Regions from separate parts of the Callithrix jacchus genome. Here region 2 is linked to region 1. A link is a contact called in public Hi-C data. All regions are on one chromosome and are shown on one strand. Each heading gives the region's core, a stretch centred on a gene start, on an enhancer-like site or on the middle of the called end of the contact. The rest is flanking DNA. Distances are from core to core; before and after follow the strand shown. Region 1 holds the start of LOC103790146. Region 2 holds the start of ZNF274 (zinc finger protein 274).

What was found. A called contact is a pair of places that touch in the nucleus more often than the background predicts.
Region 2: a Hi-C map of skeletal muscle shows a contact between it and region 1, with 5 times the contacts expected there. The contact joins the promoter of ZNF274 here to the promoter of LOC103790146 in region 1. A contact is called at or near these places in 2 of 3 Hi-C or Micro-C datasets (induced pluripotent stem cells and skeletal muscle).

What each region holds. Positions count from the first base shown.
Region 1 is chr22:50,704,828-50,707,527 of calJac240_pri, forward strand. It overlaps LOC103790146, which reads left to right and starts at 1,276. Exons shown (of 2, transcript XM_035284402.3): 1 at 1,276-1,283; 2 at 1,866-2,700. The coding sequence starts at 1,276. ZNF606 (zinc finger protein 606) reads right to left here and starts at 2,697. Exons shown (of 8, transcript XM_078361017.1): 1 at 2,269-2,697; 2 at 986-1,066; 3 at 652-790; 4 at 69-125. The coding sequence starts at 117.
Region 2 is chr22:50,894,050-50,896,749 of calJac240_pri, forward strand. It overlaps ZNF274 (zinc finger protein 274), which reads left to right and starts at 1,261. Exons shown (of 8, transcript XM_035286142.3): 1 at 1,261-1,522; 2 at 2,116-2,193. The coding sequence starts at 2,161.

The DNA of each region.
Region 1 (2,700 bases), core at 26-2,525:
CTATGGCAGAGCACTACAGGGAGAGGCCACAACATGGCAGTCCACAGCTGACCAGGCTCTTGACTCACCCCAGGAAGCCCATGGGTCAACAGCTGTCATCCCCCAAGACTGGTCCATAAGGGCACCTGCACAGAAGAATCAGGTTAGGTCTGTGACACCAAATCTAGTGATTAAAGGCAACAAAATGCAAGAGGAAACTGACTCGCTAATGGGCACTATAAAATTCCATAAACAGAGCCCAAAGGCACGTAAAAAAATCCAACATAAGCTGGGTTCACACAGGAAATGCACATGTGAGTCACTATTACTTAACACTGTTTTGAAGTTACCAATGCTGTATAAGTAAAAAAATTATAAAGGTAAAAATATATAGGGGAGCAGTAGAGACAATACTTTATTATACGTATCGCTGTCTCTGGAAACCCCACAAACCATCAGAAAATTTCTCTCTTTTTTTTTTTTTTTTTTTGAGACGGAGTTTCGCTCTTGTTACCCAGGCTGGAGTGCAATGGTACCATCTCGGCTCACCGCAACCTCCGCCTCCTGGGTTCAAGCAATTCTCCTGCCTCAGCCTCCCGAGTAGCTGGGATTACAGGCACACGCCACCATGCCCAGCTAATTTTTGTATTTTTAGTAGAGACGGGGTTTCACCTTGTTGACCAGCATGGTCTTGATCTCTTGACCTCGTAATCCATCCGCCTCGGCCTCCCAAAGTGCTGGGATTATAGGCTTGAGCCACCGCGCCCGGCCCAGAAAATCTCTTAAAACCAGTAACAACTCTCAGGAGAGGCTATAAAACACATAAAAGTTACTGTGTTTTACGCCAAAAATTTTCCTTCTTTACCACCAATCGCTTCTAATTTTGTACCAAGACAGACAGACCCCACTTCCATCCTCAAAAGTCCTCAGCCCCTCCCCAGCTCTGACCCATGACTGCAGCGGCTAATGTTAGGGGAGGCCCAGAAGTAACATGATTTGGACTCACCCCAGGAGGCCCACGGGTTGATGGCTGCCATCCGGAGGACTGACTGACCAGACACCCGCCCGGTGAGTCACTATTCCCCACCTAATGACAAAAGTGAAAAAAGACAAAACTGGTCTATTCCCACAGAAGACCCAGCGGGAACAAAGAAGGGAATCCATCCATAGAAGCAACCAAAAAACTTGCAAGGAGAATTTAAGAAAATTTACATGTCAAAAAAATAACAAAATTCCTAAAGAAAAATGAAGGGTAATTTGCATAAGCTGGAAAAAAAAAAAAAAAGCATGATTCCGATGAGAAGGTATAAATTTGTTAGCCATTTCCAAGAGACAGTCAGTCACAACACAGATGGAACTTTCGGGTTAACTGGACAACAATTACTGTAAAAGCTACTTGCAATCCTCATACATTAGTGGTTGCCCAGAGCTGGGGGAAAAATAAAATAGGGAGAGACTGCTTCATGGGAACAAGAGTTTCTTTGGGGGGTGATGAAATGTTTTTAGCATTAGATAGTGGTGATGATTGCACAACTTTATTAATATACAATAAAACCAATGAACTTCACACTTTTAAGTGGTTAAAGAGGTGAACATTATGTTATGCAAATTTAATCCCACCTCCAAAACAAAATCCACGCCCGAGATTTCCTAAGCCTAAACTCGTGTGTGTGTGCGTGTGTGTGTGTGTGTGTGTGCGTGTAGGACCTGGAGATAAGCCTGGCGCCCAGACCCCTAAATCCCCAGGTTCCAGGTCTTTGTACAAGGCAGCAACCTCTTTTTTTTTTTTTTTAAGATGGGGTTTCACCATGATGGCCAGGCTGGTCTTGAACCCCTGACCTCAGGTGATCCACCCATCTCGGCCTCCCAAAGCGCTAGGATTACAGGCGTGAGCCACCGCGCCCGGCCGGCAGCAACCTCTTTAACGGACTGCTGGGTACGTGTCTAAAGCACGAGAACACCCAGGGAGCCTCCGGGGCACCGGAATCGGCGCGGAAACGCAGGACGCGAACCGCATTTCGCACTGTTAGCTGCAGGCTGACAGTGACCGCCGCCGTCACCGCGTGTTTAAGGGAATCCAGAGCCGTTTCCAACCCGGGTCTGACGTCCTTCGCGGTGCTTTGTGTGAACCGGCGCGGGGAGGAGGGCGGGCTGGGGAAGGAACCGGCTCGTTCTTCCCATCAGCGGCCTCAGAAGCATCCGGACCACCTGCTTCCAGAGCTCCCGACCCAAATCTCCTCCGCGAGACCGACGCGGCCGCGACGCTGCAGAAGCTCGTCCCGGCCTCACCTGACTCGCAGCCGCGGGTCCCCCGGGAAGGCGGCGCAGCAGGCTCGGGGTCGCCTCGCCTGCGGCGTTTGGCTTTTGTCCCGCGCCGACGTTCCGGCCCAGCAGTGCGCTCGGGAGCTCCAGGCCGCGCCTCGGGGACAAAGGCGCGCGGAGCCGACGTGCAGGGTTCACCCAGGCCCGGACGGCCAGACGAGGAAGCGCGCCTGGACGCTGGAGGCGGGAGGCCAGAGGCTGGCGGCTGGTGGGAGGGCCGAGGGCAAGGAGGGCGCAAAGCCGGGGCGGAAAGTGCAGGTGCAGGACCCGCCCTGGCGCCGCCTCTCCCCGCCGGCTCTCCCAACCCCCGAGCCCAGTAACTACGGCGGCCCCACAGCCCGAGCGAAGGCCTCACCTCAGCCGCGGACAATGGCGGCGGCTTCCCCGGCGTTGACCGGG
Region 2 (2,700 bases), core at 11-2,510, 190 kb after region 1:
CTTCCTTGACATTAAGGGCCTCCATCAAATTTGATGAAGGATTAGACGTATCCGTATTCAAATCCAAAACAAAACAAGACTATTAGTAAACATGACTGCTTAACATAGCTCTGTCATAGTAGCTAGGACTATACAATGTTAATCTTTTTAAGTTTAAATATGGAAAAGGAAGATATCAAATCATTGGGGAATGAATTGGGTGTTCTATCTATAATAGACAAGAAAAATCCAAGGAAATATTAGACTAAAAGATATCCGTACAGTCTCTGAGTAAATACTCCTATACAAAAATCAACACACTAACAGCAACAACAATTAAGATAATGTGTACCCTGAGGTTGGATACTCCACAGTGACCAAAAGAAAAACCAGTGGAACAAGTTTGGCAGGCAGTGTTCAGACCACCAGAGGGAGGTAGAGGGCTGCTGAGACCTGTCAGGAAATACCATTAAAGAGTACACAGTGCCCTGAGCCCCCAGAGAGATCATCAGAGCCCCCAGGCCCCAAGGAAGACAAGAACGTATCAGGACCTTCGACCTAAGGGAGATGAGAAAACACCAGATGTAGGTCCCTGAGGGACGCCAAGAGAATAATACTTCCTTGTCCTGAGCTCCTAAAGAAGATGTGAGCACCCTGGGGCCCAAGGAAGGGCAGCACACAGATTTCGGTTTCCTCTCCCTAGACATGAGCACCTCAGCTTCCAGCAGCAAAGTGGACCACAGGAGGAAAATGGGCAGAAGATCCTGCTCCTCCTCCCCAGTGCCTGGGGTACAGTTAGCCCTGATCATCTCTCCAGAACTAGGGTGGACGTTTAGCCACGTTCCCATCACAATTCAAGTCCTCCGAGTTTCCCGCCCCTCCCTGACCTCGAGTGATTGCTTGGCCCCGCCCACCCTCACTTCTGGGCATGACCCATCTGCCAGAAACCTCGGTGCCGTCAGTCCCAACTCCTTGCACACTTCCTGCTCTCCCAGTCCTACCCCTTCTTTCACGCCTTTGAAACTGATGGAACTTCAGCAGCTCTCCCCACTCCCCCCGCGACTTCCTTCCTCCAATCGCCCCTCCCTCTCCCAAAAGTTGCGTAGTCCCTAGCCCCGCCTCCTGCATTCTCCCCGCCCTCCCTGTCCCCGCCCCTCCACTGAGAGGGGCAGCCAGTTAGGCCCGCCCCATAGACTTCCGGTCCTAACCGCCCTTCCTCTTCCCAAGGGACGTCATAATAAATCCCGCCCCCACCACCACCAACCAAGCATCACCCACTCCGGCACTTCCGGCCTGACCCCTGTCCTGCTCCTTTCCTAGCTCGTTTCTGCTCTGCCCCAAGAGTGGTCGCCTTCGTGGGGAGGCACGACATTCTCCCAGCTCGGGTCGCCGTACATTGGTGTGAGGCCCTGCGGCCTAGCGTCCCTCACCAGAGGCCTCCCCTTGCCCAGCCGGACCGCCAAGGGACATCGACGAGTGCCCTCCTGCAGTCCCTGGCTTCGCCTGCCGCCCAGAACCGACCAGTCAAGATGGCCGTCGCCGGGTGAGGCGAGCAGGCGAGCCGCGGGGGCGTCTGGGAGTTGTAGTCCTGGACGGCGCTCTGACGCACTTCGCCGCAGGCCGACGGGCGCCATTGTGCGGCGCGCGCCGGGTGAGTGCCGCGCGAAACCTGCGTCGGTCTGGGGCTGCGCTGGGCGGCTCCGGAGCGGTTCGCTGGGGGCGAGCGCGGCCTCTCTGCATTTCCCGCAGAGGTTGGCTACCCGGAGCTGGCCGTGTCTGCCGTCCTGTCGCCGCTCTGTGGGATGGGGTCGGTGACCCGGAACCCCGAGGGGAAACAGTGCTTTCGGGGCGCCACGGTGGAGAGAACAGATCGCCTACGGGAGCGTGGGGTCGGGGGCAGTGGGGGCGATCCCCTCCGGTGTGTGGGACGGAGGAGGCTTGTTTGGTGTCCTATCGGGGAGGGGAAAATGGTTCTGTCCAGTCCTGTGGGAGTCCTGTGACTCAACGCTGGGCGTTTTCCAGTTTGGGTGGACTTGTCATTTCCCGCTGAGGGCGCCGTTCCTGGGCGGAGGCGAGGGTAGGTCCCCCGCGGAGCTCTTACGCCTCTCCCTCCCCTCCCAACCTCGGTTTCCTCAGGACTCTGCGCCCTTGCACTAGAGGCACATTGAGAAGGAGGAAACTATGGCCTCAAGGCTTCCGACGGTCTGGTCCTGTGTGAGTAGAGGCTTCCTAAGGCTTTTGAGTCCGCTGCCGCGCCTGGAGGGATGCGGATGGCCGTGGGATACCACCTTCCCCGCGATACCCGCATCCCCCAGCTCACTGCGGGGAGGGGGTAGGGATTGCTTGTGTGAGACCGTGCGTGGTGGTGGAACCGCAGGTGGCTTGGTTGTCCAAGGGTGTCGTTAGAATGCAGACTAGGTGGGGGCTTCTGAAGGCCACGTTGAGGTTCTTCCTTGTATCCTTTATACTGGGAAGAGTAATTGACCGGTCTTTTTATGTTTTTTTTGTTTTTGAGATGGAGTCTTCCTCTGTTGCCCAGGCTGGAGTCCAGTGGCGCGATCTTGGCTGACTGCAACCTCCGCCTCCTGGGTTGAAGCGACTCTCCTGCCTCAGCCTCCCCAAGTAGCTGGGGCTACCGGTGCGCGCCACGACGCCCAGCTTGTTTTTTTTTTTTTTTTTTTTTTTTTTGAGACGGAGTTTCGCTCTTGTTACCCAGGCTGG